Regions from separate parts of the Sus scrofa genome. Here regions 1 and 2 are each linked to region 3. A link is a contact called in public Hi-C data. All regions are on one chromosome and are shown on one strand. The core of a region is the stretch at or near the end of the contact, and the rest is flanking DNA. Distances in the headings are between cores, read along the strand shown.

Evidence for each region. A called contact is a pair of places that touch in the nucleus more often than the background predicts.
Region 1: a Hi-C map of liver shows a contact between it and region 3, with 2.1 times the contacts expected there. A contact is called at or near these places in 2 of 5 promoter capture datasets (fetal liver and skeletal muscle), 12 of 47 Hi-C or Micro-C datasets (alveolar macrophages, embryonic fibroblasts, fetal liver and 6 more) and 1 of 2 datasets of targeted methods (skeletal muscle).
Region 2: a contact with region 3 is called in a Hi-C map of liver, with 3 times the contacts expected there. A contact is called at or near these places in 2 of 47 Hi-C or Micro-C datasets (heart right ventricle and liver).

The regions. Positions count from the first base shown.
Region 1 is chr4:7,806,781-7,810,885 of Sscrofa11.1, reverse strand. No RefSeq gene overlaps it. Among named protein-coding and RNA genes, the nearest start is that of ST3GAL1, 88 kb to the left of the region's middle.
Region 2 is chr4:7,765,516-7,770,123 of Sscrofa11.1, reverse strand. It overlaps LOC110260216 (a long non-coding RNA gene), which reads left to right. Exons shown (of 2, transcript XR_002343066.1): 2 at 822-2,905. Among named protein-coding and RNA genes, the nearest start is that of ST3GAL1, 130 kb to the left of the region's middle.
Region 3 is chr4:7,636,020-7,639,975 of Sscrofa11.1, reverse strand. No RefSeq gene overlaps it. Among named protein-coding and RNA genes, the nearest start is that of ST3GAL1, 260 kb to the left of the region's middle.

The DNA.
Region 1 (4,105 bases), core at 141-2,640, 170 kb before region 3:
AGAAAAAGGAAGTTATGTAGGGAGGGACAGACTGACACTGAAACTGGTTATCCTGGCTCTCTGGCTCTCTCCTCTCCCCACCCATAGGCTTTCTCTGTTAAGCCCTGAAGTCAGTCCTAAAAGTTGTCTACATATTTGTGGCCCCAGCCCCTCCACATCTCAGCAACTGTCAGCATCATCCTATCAGCTTGAATTCCCTCTGTTCATCCAGCCTGGGTTTCAGGTTTTCTGGGTGAGGAGTCCAATTGGCAGCCCTCACCCTGCTATAGGTCAGCAACCCAGCGGTGAACTGACTCCCCAGGCAGCATGTACCCACCTGCAGGGCAAAAATGTGGAAGGAGAGCTGTGCTGGAGATTTTGCATCTCGAGGAATGTAGGATCCATGACCCTTAATTCCACTTCCAACCCTGAAAAATCCCAAGGCATTCCAGTCTGCAGAAACACGATACGCTACTCACACATATTAGATCCAACAGCTAAGGCAGCCGATTAGTCTTGTCCAATCATGACTACCCTAATCTCTTTGCCAGAATTTGGCTCAGGGAATAAATAGAATTAATCTCCATTTGGATCAACAAGATAGAAATATACTTGGAACTTATAGGAAAGAAGTTCTTAAAAGTGAGGCCTCTCTTTATTTCTAACTGGCCATGAACACAAAAGTATTTTTAACTGGGTTTCTCTGGAAGATATCTAGTGCCCCAAAGGGAAGCCGAATTGAAGTTAAGTAGATCCAGATAAATCAACTATAATAAAAAAATCTTAAAAAAAAATAAATCCAGAGCCCAGATCACACCATACCTGAAGCCTACATTCTAGCCTTTCTTTTGTATGAGTCAATATGATTATTTTGTTTCAGCCACTTTAGGTCATGGTTCTGTTACTTGCAGCCAGACTCTTGATAACCTATACACAACCACAGCCAGAGTTATTTTCCTGAAGTCCCCCTTCAGGAAAGTTATTCTCCCAAGTCATTCTCAAGCTGAAAACCCTTAAAATTTCAGAGGCTCCCATTGCCTAGAGAAGGAAATCCAGACTTCTATTAAGGTCCTGCTGGGTGTGATTCCAGTGTACCTTTCTCACGGATTTCTTTCCCCTCGTCCTCTTTATGAACCTGGCATAGCAGACATGACTCAGCCCAGAAGCTCTGGTTAAATTACAGGTTGTTGTGTCCTTGAACTCAGCATAGCTGTCCGTGTGGCCGGGCTGCTGAAGATTCCCTAACATCCAGGAAGGGGCTCTTTGACCCCCAAGAAATGCAAAGATCCAGAGGTCTGATGCACGCAGGGCCGGGGACAAGGGAACTCTGCTACTTAGCAGCATGTGCAATGAACAGGCAGAGCCACTCGCTGTCCTAGGCTGTGTAACCCATAGAGGACCGTGGCTCCTAAACGCCCTTGTCATGTGGTCCAGCCTTCCTGGATGTGTTCATTTCCTAGGGCTGCCAAAACAAATGACCACAAACAGGATGGCCAAAAACAGCAGAAATTTCTTTTCTCACGGTTCAGGAGGCCAGAAGTCTGAAATCAAGGTGTCAGCAGGAGAGGTTCCTTTTGGAAACTGTCTCCTGCCTCTTTCCCAGCTTCTGGTGGCTTCTGGCAATCCTTGGCCTTGGCTTCTAGAGGCATCCTTTTGCTCTCTGCCTCTGTCTTCACCTGGCACCGTGTGTGTGTGTGTGTGTGTGTGTGTGTGTGTGTTTTCTCCTCTTAGAACACCAAGATTTAGGGGCCCCTCCCTGATCCAGTTTAATCTCATCTTAATTTATATAACTAATAACAGTACAAAGATAAGACATGTTGAGAAGATCACATTCTGAGGTTCCCCGGGGGAGCATGAATTTGGAGGGGACACAATTCAATCCACTAGATACCAGGGACACTTGAGGTCCCTGCTCACCCCTCTAAAGCCTTCTCCAGGGCTCCAGCTGACTTCCAGCCTTAGAAATCCTTTTGGCCACTTTCCTATCTAGTGTCCTCCAGGAGGACACGCCGCTCCTTTTCTTATGTAAATGGATTGAACCAATTTCAAAGAATCCCAACTTACAACTGTCCCTTTGGCTAAAGTCTTTGAGGCAAGGAGACATCCAAGGCCTGGCTCGAAATGGGGACATATAGGGGACGAAAATCACAAATTTACTTATTTAGTTATTTATTGCTGGAAAGAACTTTTAATGATGTAAAAAGTGTAGAAAATTATGTAATAAAATATATGCAAATATCAGAGAATTCATAGTAGATACAGCCTTGTCAATGACTCTTTTCTGATATTCCTTTAAATCGGAATATTAATAGAGAATAATCCAAAGTTAAAACACTTAGAAAAATTATTTATTAGTGTGGCTCACCTTATCCAGGGGAGAGAGGTTTGACAGGTATAATTCTTTTCAGTAGTATCCTTATTTATATTGACATGATTTGAAAATGAAATATTATTCAGAGTTCCCATTGTGGCTCAGTGGTAACAAAACCGACTAGTATCCATAAGGATCCAGGTTCAATCCCTGGCCTCCCTCAGTGGGTTAAGGATTGGTGTTGCCGTGAGCTGTGGTGCAGGTGGCGGACGAGGCTTGGATCTGGCATTGCTGTGGCTGTGGTGTAGGCTTGCAGCTGTAGCTTAGATTCGACCCCTAGCCTGGAAACTTCCATATGCCCAGGGTGCCACCCTAAAAAAAATTATATGTGTGTGTATACATATATATATATTACATAATTCAGCTCTCAAATTACTACAGGCTATGCCTTTATTGCTAGTGTGTATGTGAACTCACGGTTTTCATTGTTGCTGCCTCTAAGATAATAAGAGAAATCCTATCTTAGGCATGAATCACTTATATCTATTTTTCCATGAAAGACCCTGAAAAGTAAACTTTACAATGACAATCTAAATAGAGACACTGACACACACATATTTAAACAGGGTGCCCTGCTATGCCTCTCATACCAGACCTTCTGCAAAACCCACCTGGAGGCTCTGCATATGGCCTACTGGGGCCCTAGAGGGCTCTCTCTTCAACACAAATTTATCAAGCACCTACTATGTGTCAGATACTGTGCTAAGTGCTGGGGACGAGGAGGTGGCCGTGACACAGTTCTTGTCCTCCGGGAGCCCACCCTTTGCAGGGGACAGGTGATGGTCAGTTATTTCACCATATTTGGACTGTGCAGTGACAGGCTGACAGGTGGGGGTAGTGAGGTCACTTATAGCTTGTTGGTTTTGCAACCTCAGGAGCTTTTGGTGTGAAATCTGAAACCAGTCCCATACATGGAGGGCAAGGCGAAACCAAAGAAAGAGGCACCCTTGGGAGTTCCTGTCGTGGCTCAGCAGTAAGGAACCCGACTAGGATCCATGAGGACACGAGTTCCATCCCTGGCCTCGCTCAGTGGGTTAAGGATCGGGCATTGTCTTGAGCTGCGGTGTAGGTTGCAGGGTTTGCAGGATTCAATCCCCTGGCCTGGGAACTTCCATATGCCGTGGTAGGTGGGGCCCTAAAAGGACAAAAAAAATAAAAAAAATAAAAAAAAAGAGGCACCACTTGGGACCGGCAGGTGCAAGTTTAGTAAGCAAGGACGTATACTCACGAAGTTTGTTCTGGGCAGCAGACAAGTAGATCTCTGCATGCACCCGCCAGACTCTTAAGAGTTGATGGAGAGGCCTTAAAGGGGTTTGGTGACGCACGCATCCAGATGGCCTCACATGCTCTCTCAAGACTGTGTCCTTGAAAACAGCCGCAGTTGTGGAACATTGGACCGAACGTACCTTCCACGGGTGGGGGAGGGGACAGGGGTCTCTGACTGCCTGGTTCCAGCTCACGGGTCAATGTCCTCTCGACGAGCGCCTTCAACACTTTATTTCTGGTGACTGGCTTTGGAAAGCCACACGGCCTCGGGCAGGTGAGTTTTCAGGACTGGGGTGCAGGATCGGGGTGTCTCCAGGTTCACAGGGGGTGGTGGAGACCAGGTGTGGACGAGGTCACTTGGGGACAAGGTGGATAATAAAAAGAAGGACAAGGACGGAGCCCTGAAGACACAGTGGTTGTCGGTAAATGATTAGGGGATGAGTAACTCGGTCAGGTGCGGGCCTCTGGGTAGGCAACCTCCAGGTGGGC
Region 2 (4,608 bases), core at 439-2,938, 130 kb before region 3:
AAGGATCCGGCGTTGCCGTGAGATATGGTGTAGGTCTCAGATGCAGCTTGGATCTGGTGTTGCTGTGGCTGTGGTGTAGGCCAGGGTCGACAGTTCTGATTAGACCCCTAGCCTGGGAACCTCCATATGCCATGGATACGACCCTAAAAAGATAAAAAGACCAATAATAATAATAATAAAATTTCCTCGCAAGACTGTAAGACTTTCCTGTCCGGGATGTATAAAAGTGTAGCCGGGTTGAGCGGGGGGCTTCTGGCCAAGTGTGTGTCGAGTGACTCGACACAAGCCAGATGAAGCTCCTGTGTTCGTCTCCAAGGGAGAAAGATTTTGCGTGGCTTTATGTGAGAGAGGGCCCGGGAGGTTATATGTGGACTAGACGGTGGTGGACTATCCAAAGATGAGTTTTTTGCTCTCAGATGTTAAGAGGGCAGCTGCAGCCTGGGCTCTCAGACAGGCTGGCCATCCCCTGACTGTGGCATCTAGCAACGACTTGAATATCTGGTCCCCTGTCTTTTCCCAACAGACCAAGGGCTCTTCCTTGTCTTTCTGTTGAAGGGAGCTTGAAGGCTTGTGATAAGCCAGGAAGGGAGCAAGCAGGGGCGGAGATAAGCGCCTGCTGTAATTTAAAGAAGGGAGCTGTAATAGTGACAGCAGGGCCTTTATTAGAGGCCCTTTGGTGGCTTGGTATAGGGGACGGGCCAAAGCCTCAAGTTGGGGATCCGGATACGGAGGAATCCTGCAAGCCCCAGGAAAGATGGGAGTGCCTGTTTGAAAGGGGTGGTGGTTGGGGAGAGAAGCAATGAGCTGTTTTCTGTCTACAGTGACAGCGTGACATCCAGGGTAATAGATTCTGAGCTATTTGACCTGGGGGCCCGAAGCTTGAGCTCTGGCGGGAGACAGCCGGTATCCCTTATCAGCCAGGGTTTGAAAGCGTCGCTGTCTGTTTAAGAGCTGTCATACGCTGGGCTGCATCGTAAGAGACCATCCACGTGCTGGAGGAGGGTACTCGGGCTGATGCGATCTGAAGCCAGGGGCTGTCCCGAAAGCCCTGGGGAAGGACCTCCAGGTAAGCGGACTCGATGGGTGGGTGTCGGGATGTGTCCAGGTGACGGCGGAAAGGTCCTGAGAGTCTGGGTGTGAAGGGACAGGAAGGAAGGCATCCTTCAGATTGAGTACCAAGAAGTGGCAGGTATCTGGGGGAAGAAGGGGTAGGATGGTGCAGGGGTTAGGGACCCCCGGGGGAGGTGCAGGACTGCCTGGTTTATGATGCGGAGATCTGGGACAAGGCGGTCAGAGCCATCTGACTTTTTTACCGGTAGGATGGACTGTTGAATGGGAGTGAGAGGGCTGGGGTAAGTTACGAGAAAGAAGGCGGTTAATAATAGGTTGGAGGCCCCTTCTGCTCTCAGGGTTCAAAGGACAGTGGGGGTGGCAGGGCTTTGTGGACGGGTCTTTTAACTTCATTCGAATGGGAGCATGATGTCTGGCTATGGAAGGGGTGGAGGTAGCCCGTACCTTGAGCATGACAGTGGGGGCTGGGAGAGGTGGCTCATCAGGTTCTGGAGGAGCAGGAAGGAGGGGTCAGCCACTCCCCTAGAACTGGGAGGCCGGTGTTGGATGCGGAGTTGGTAATGGCAAGGCGGAGTTCCCGGCTTGGCGTTTCTCCCTGGCTGGGCTCCAGAGGGTTGGCAGGGAGATGCCTGGATCAGGGGCCCAGACCTGCATGGGAGCCTGAGATTAGCCCAGGACCAGCTGCCCCTGCCCTCTGCTCTCTGGGTTGTAAACCCAGAGGTTACAGGTGCTACTGGCCAGCTTTCTGACCCCCCGCCAATCCCTCCTGGGTTTCAGCCCCAAATGTTAGGTTTCAGAGGGAGGAACACGCAAGGCCAAGTTGGTAAAGCCAGAGAGACTTCTTCAGGCACCAGAGGGGGTCGGGCTGAGCTCCAGATGGCACCAGCCCTGACTCTGAGGAGGTGCTGGGCTTATAAAGGATCTGAGGCCAGAAGTGGTGGCTGGAGCTCCTGGTGGGTATTTGTGGCAGGAATGACGAAGAAGGAGGAGGGGTCGGGGGTCGAGTCCCAGGACAGAGGGCAGCGAATCCTTGTAGGAGGTTCATCTATGTGCGCAGTTGTTTTCCTCAGGCCGTTGTTGCTTGCTGCCCAATTTGAGTCTCCACCTTCCAGGCAAAGGTGTAGATCTGGTGCCGGGCTGAACCCATGTCCCCAGTGGGTCTCCAAGCTGAACAGCCACATGTGGGGGGTGCGGTCTGTCTCCGTCCTCCTGGGAGCCTGTCACCGAGGACATCCAGCGGGCTGTTTCCAGGACTCCCAGCACAGGTGGCTGGGACCGGGGATGCTGCAAGAGCTCTCAGGGGCCACTGGAGACAAGGTCCCAGCCTGGGCTCTGCCACCCACTCTGGGCGTTCTGATAGGGTGGACTAGGATAGTTACACAGGTGGCCGTGGAGTCCCAGTAAGGGACCATAGACAGAGAAGGAAACTTAGGGAACTTTGGGAGATCTGTAAGTTGTTCAAGAACGCCGTCAGAACCGGCAGCCTTACTTGACTAGTGGAGGCGGGAACTGTGACTCAGGTCAGTGGGTGGGGGATGACGTGAGGCCTGCATTTGGGTTCTGACCAAGGGCAGGAGTGGAAGGACCACCCTTCTGCTGGTTGGAATAAGCACCATGACGTCCTTGTTTGACCTTAGGGTCAACTACTCTCTTACCAGATACCAAGGAGGAGCTACCACTCCGGGAAAGAGGAAGAGGCAGACTTTTCTGACCCCCACCCCACTTGGATGAAAAACTGTAGCCCATGGGATCCTGGGGGCAGAGCTTCCCCGCCCGCCCGCTTGCATCTCTTTCAAGCTTCCAATCTTAATAAATCTGGTTTTTTTGCCTATCATTTTCTCTCTCTCTGGATTCCTTCTGTGCTGAGGCACAAAGAACCTGAACCTCAGTAAGTCCAGATACGAGGTGAGTGAATAACTGTGGTTTCAAGTCCCAATCTGGGTTTAGACTGGGTTCGAGTCCCAATCTGGGTTCTGGCTAGGTTCAAGCCGTAAGTGCTGCCAGCTTCAGTTCTGGGGAACCTCATGAGCCCGGTCAGGTAGAACCCTGGCAGGCGGCTTCTAAGATCCCCCCTCCCCCATAGGATTTCCCTCTATTGTCACTGATGCATGAAACATATCCGGGCTTTTGCCTGTCAGCAACAAGGAGAGATAACTGGTAAACGCAGGGGGAGAAGCGGGCTGGCTCAGCTTGTCTCCAGGAGGACCTTTGAGCTGTTCAACCAGAAAGACAATGAACACTGTCCTGGGTTTGTCCTCAGCCCTAGGGATTAGGGTCTGATTTATCCCTCTTAGCTCTTGGACCCGCTAACCTAATTAGCTCCCTAGCAGCCATCATTCTCCTGCTGCACATCCTTCTTGGCCTCTGCTGCAGGCTGGAGTCCCAGCTGTTACCCCGATTTGACCAATGCCTTCCCTCGTTGCCCGAAGCCTGCTTCCAACCTAGCTCCCTTTCTAGCTGTTCTTCATATCCCTTTCCGGGACAAGTCAAGGATATTTAGGTTTTTGCCCTTAAACACGATGTCTCTTGCCTTGGATCACCATCTCTCCTCTTCCCTGGTCAACAAACTCTTACTTAACCTTCAAGAGCCATTTCCTATAGCCCCTTCTGTAGGATGTCTTTCCTGAGCTAGTCAGAACTGGAATAGGAATTCCAGAATTGGCCTTCACACGTGACCTCACGGCTCTGCCCTTCGATTAAATTTAGAGACCTGCGAGCTCTCACTTTGCTAATTGGGAAGAGGCAGTGGGCATGTTCCCCAGACTGGAAAAGCTGTCTGAGATCTCCAGGCGCTGCCCCCACTTCGTGTCCAGCTGCCCAGTCCTGGAAGCCAGTGAGACTTCAAGGAGGGGCCGTCTCTCTTGTCCAGTAAAGTAACGTACATCAACTTCGTTCCCACTCCGCTCCGAGCTGTGATGCCGGCTCTCATTAACCCCCAGAAGCAAGGATGCGTCCAACGGGAAGCTTTCCAGAACATGGCATATAAACTTGTCCTCCAAACCCACTCCTGATGCTAACGAGCCCCGAGAGTTCTCCAAGGGGCTTGTGTGATGAGCACGTCTCACGCTGGCCTCGGAGATCAAGGACCCCATCGCTTTATCTCCATGACCAGGGTCTTGCCAATGGCCAAAGGGGACTGTGGAATTGTTTTCTTTCTTTTTGCCTTTTTCCCCTTCTTTTAGGGCCACACCCATGGCATATGGAGGTTCCCAGGCTAGGGGTCTAATCGGAGCTGCTGCTGCTGACCTCCACCACAGTCACAGCAACTCGGGATCTGAGCCGTGTCTGCCACCTACACCAGAGCTCACGGCAAGGCCAGATCCTTAACCCACTGAACGAGGCCAGGGATCGAACCTGCAACCTCATGGTTCCTAGTCGGATTTGTCAACCACTGAGCCATGACAGGAATTCCCTGTTTTCTTTATTTTTAGGGCTGCACCCGAAGCATATGGAGGTTCCCGGGCCAGGGGTTGAATCAGAGCTACAGCTGCCGGCCTGCACCACAGCCACAGCAACTAGGGATCTGACCCACATCTG
Region 3 (3,956 bases), core at 61-2,560:
AGCAGGACGTCTCATTCTAAGCGGATGCAGCCCCAGATGGATGCTACATGGATGTGTAGATTCGTTCTGAGCTGGACTCCAGTTCGTACCTGGGGAAGAGGCTAGAGTGCGGTGGCCGGGAAGGGGAGAGCAGCTGAATTTGGGCTGTGAGAGCTCCCTGGCTGTTTCCAGGCCGGTGAGCGTGGAGGGCTAACCCCTCCCATGGACCGCGAGTCCTCCCCTGCCTGACGCAGGAGCGCTGAACCCTCCGGATCTGCATCAGAGGTTGGTAAACATCCCCCGCAGAGTAAATACTGTCGGCCTTGTGGACCACGGCGTCTCTGTTGCAATTCCTTACCTTTGCCATCGCAGCACAAAAGCAGCCTCACACGGTGCAGGAATGGACCGGCAGGACTCTGTCCCGTGAACATGTTACTTACAGCGACACTGAAATGTGAATTTCACAACATTTCACGTGTCACGCGTGTTTCCTCTTTTGATTTTTTTCCTTCTCTCCAACCATTTAAAAATGGAAAAATCATTCTCAGCCCAGAGGCTATACAAAAAACAGGCAGCCTGTTGGAGTTGGTTCTTGGGCTGTGGTTTCCTAATTGTTGGTCTGTACTCTTGTTCCAGATCCCAGGGTGTTTTTGCTGCTGTTTCTGAGAAGATGCTTCCAACAGGTTGGGGTCAGGTCCTCACTCTGCCCCGTCGTTGGCCTAGGAAGTTTCACCTCGTCTGTCAGGGCCCAGGCTCCTCACTGACTGGGCCCCTGGAGGCAGTGGGAGCTTCCCCGGAGGCTCCATTTGGTTTCTTTTTAAAACATTTTTTAAAATTAAAGTATAGTTGATTTACAGCGTTGTGTCAATTTCTGCCGTACAGCGAACTGACCCAATGATACATACATATACATTCTTCTTCTCATGCTATCTTCCATCATGTTCTAGCCCAAGAGACTGGATATATATAGTTCCTTGTGCTACACAGTAGGACCTCATTGCTCGTCCATTATAAATGTAATAGTTTGCATCTAACCCCATTTGATTTTGAGGAAGACTCTGAGGGTCAGAGAGGACCACAGCCATAGGGAGCTTCTATCAATAGTGAGGAAAGCAGATTTCTGATCCCTAGGCAGTGGGTGCCACCTGGGGTCTGGCTGTCGTCTCCTTCATCCCGAGAGCCTCACATTCACTCTTAGAATTGCGTCTCCACCGCCTACTCTCTCAATCCCTCCCTCCCCCCAGCAAAACTAAGCAGGATTACGGGAATCCTTCTTTCCCCACCCACTTTGTTATCATGAAATAGGCTTTGACATTCTCCAAGGCTGTGGAGATAAAACTCTCTGCAAGATAAGGGGCGTATGTAGGGTTACCTCTTGGTGTGTGGGCGGAAAGCAGAGATCCCAGCTGATTTAAAAAGCAGGAAACCAACCTAACCAACCTTTTTCTCTTGTAACCTTGTTCTCATAAAGGATCCCAGTCTATGTTCAACCCAGAAACCTGGGTTTACCCTGGTCAGTCCTCTCTCCAGCACAGTTAGGGGCATCTGTGTATTTTTCCCCAGGACGATCCTGGACTCCCATGGCTTTTTTTTTTGTCTTTTTAGGGCCACACTCGCAACATATGAAAATTCCCAGGATAGGAGTCAAATCAGCCTACCCCATAGCCATGCCAGATCCAAGACACACCAGCAATCTATACCGCAGCACACGGCAATGTCAGATCTTTAAGCCACTGAACAGGGACAGGGATCAAACTCACATCCTCATGGATACTAGGCAGGTTCTGTATCACTGACCCATAATGGGAACTCCATCCGTGGCTTTTCTTGCATTGCCTCCCCTGCCTCCTCCATTCCTCTGACTCTCCTTCGCCTGGACCACGTCTGACCTCCTAAAATAATCTCCCTGCCTTTAGACACTCCCTGGTTTTGAGGTATGTGCTTTTTTTTTTTTTTCCTCCCTAAAAGGTAAATCCAATCATATCCCTTAGCTGATAGAAATTCCTTAATGGCCTAGGATGACGAAAACTTTCTGGAAGTGGACAGCAAGGACGGTTGCCCAAGAATGTGAATACACCTCAGGTCCCTGAACTGTACGCTTAAAAATGGTTAAAACGGTGCATTTTAGATTAGGGTGATGTGACTGCAATATGAAATTTTGTCATGAATCCCCATGGATCTCCAAATTCCCTGGTCAGGTCTGCAGCAAACTTCATTCTCTACCCACCGATCTCAACTTTCCCCAGCTTGCTGCTTTCACATGTGCCTTCTTGTCACTGTTTCATCTGCCTGAAGATTTTCTGCGGATTTTCCCTTTTTCCTAAGTCCCGAGCAAACGCCGCCTCTAGGGTCTAGGTCAGTCAGGAGCACCGTTGCCTCCTCCATCACCCTTGCCCGTTGACTTTATTGCTTTCATACGGGTAGAACGAAGTGATTCGGTATTTCATGATAATATTAAATATTAGATGCAAGTGAGAAATGGACTCTTCAAAGCTGTACGTCACATAGAAAGAACCACGGTAAAATAAACCCCTGTGTGTCCACCATTCAGGCTCACAAGGGGTAAGTCTCACCACCTAGGCCGTCTTCTCTATCTCCTGACCCAAATGTCTTTCTTTCTTTCTTTTTTCCTTTTTTTTTTTTTTTTTTTTTTTTGTCTTTTTGCCTTTTCTAGGGCCGCTCCTGTGGCATGTGGAGGTTCCCAGGCTAGGGGTCTAATCCGAGCTGTAGCCGCTGGCCTACACCAGAGCCACAGCAATGCGGGATCCGAGCCGTGTCTGCGACCTACACCACAGCTCACGGCAACGCCGGATCCTTAACCCACTGAGCAAGGCCAGGGATCAAACCCGCAACCTCATGGTTCCTAGTCGGATTCGTTAACCACTGAGCCTCGATGGGAACTCCATGCCCCAAATTTCTTTCCTTCCTCCCCTTTCAGACTTGACCCCCCCGTGAGAATTTTGTATTTGCCATTCTATTTCTTTTCTTTACGGTTTTACTGTGCTCATTTGTTTCCCTAAATAACACATTATCTAGGAGCACATGATTTTGAACTTGATATTGAAGGACTCCTATGGTGTATGATTCCAACTCTGAGTAGCTTTTTCCCCTCGAAATGACGTTTAGGAGATCCAGCCTCTCTTTTGCGTTTTTCTGTAATCGGTTCATTTTCACTGCTCTATACTTTTCCATTAGCTGAAATAGCACATTTTTAAGAAATTCATTGGGGGTGGGTATTTCAGGTCTATCTGCCTTTTGATTTAAAAAATCATGTTGATACAGCCAACTCTGTAGAAGTCTTTTATTTGTTGTTTGTTTGTTTGTTTTTTAGAGCCACGCCCGTGTCATATGGAGGTTCCCAAGCTAGGGGTCTAATCAGAGCCACAGCTTCAGCAACGCTTCTGTGACCTACACCACAGCTCATGGCAACACTGGATTCTTAACCCACTGAGCGAGGCCAGGGATCAAACCTGCATCCTCATGGATGCTAGTTGGATTTGTTAATCACTGAGCCATGAAGGTAACTCCTGCAGAAATCTTTTAGAGCAATCCCAAGATACTGCCGCGTATCTACCCAGAAGTAGAATTCGCTGGGGCAGAATTATGCGCATCTTCAACTCTTTTCCATGATGCCAAATTGCAATCTACAATGATTTTATCAAATTACACCCCCCATCCCGCACTGGTTTGGGAGAAATGATTGGCCCCCTTTGAATGCATCGTTTGATTGTCAGACTTTAATTTTTGCTAGTTTGGCAGATGTGAAACGACATCTCATTGTGGCTTTATTTTATGTTTCCCTGATGACTGGAGAGGTTGGGTTTCTTTTCAGAGGTGGATGGTTCCTTTTTCCTTTGCTCTTGAATAGAATCTGTTGTGCCCATCCTTCTCCGGAGTTGTTGGTTCTTATTGATTTGTAGTTTATTGCATAGTCTGAAAAGTAATTCGTTGTCAATTTTCTATGTGCAAATACGTCT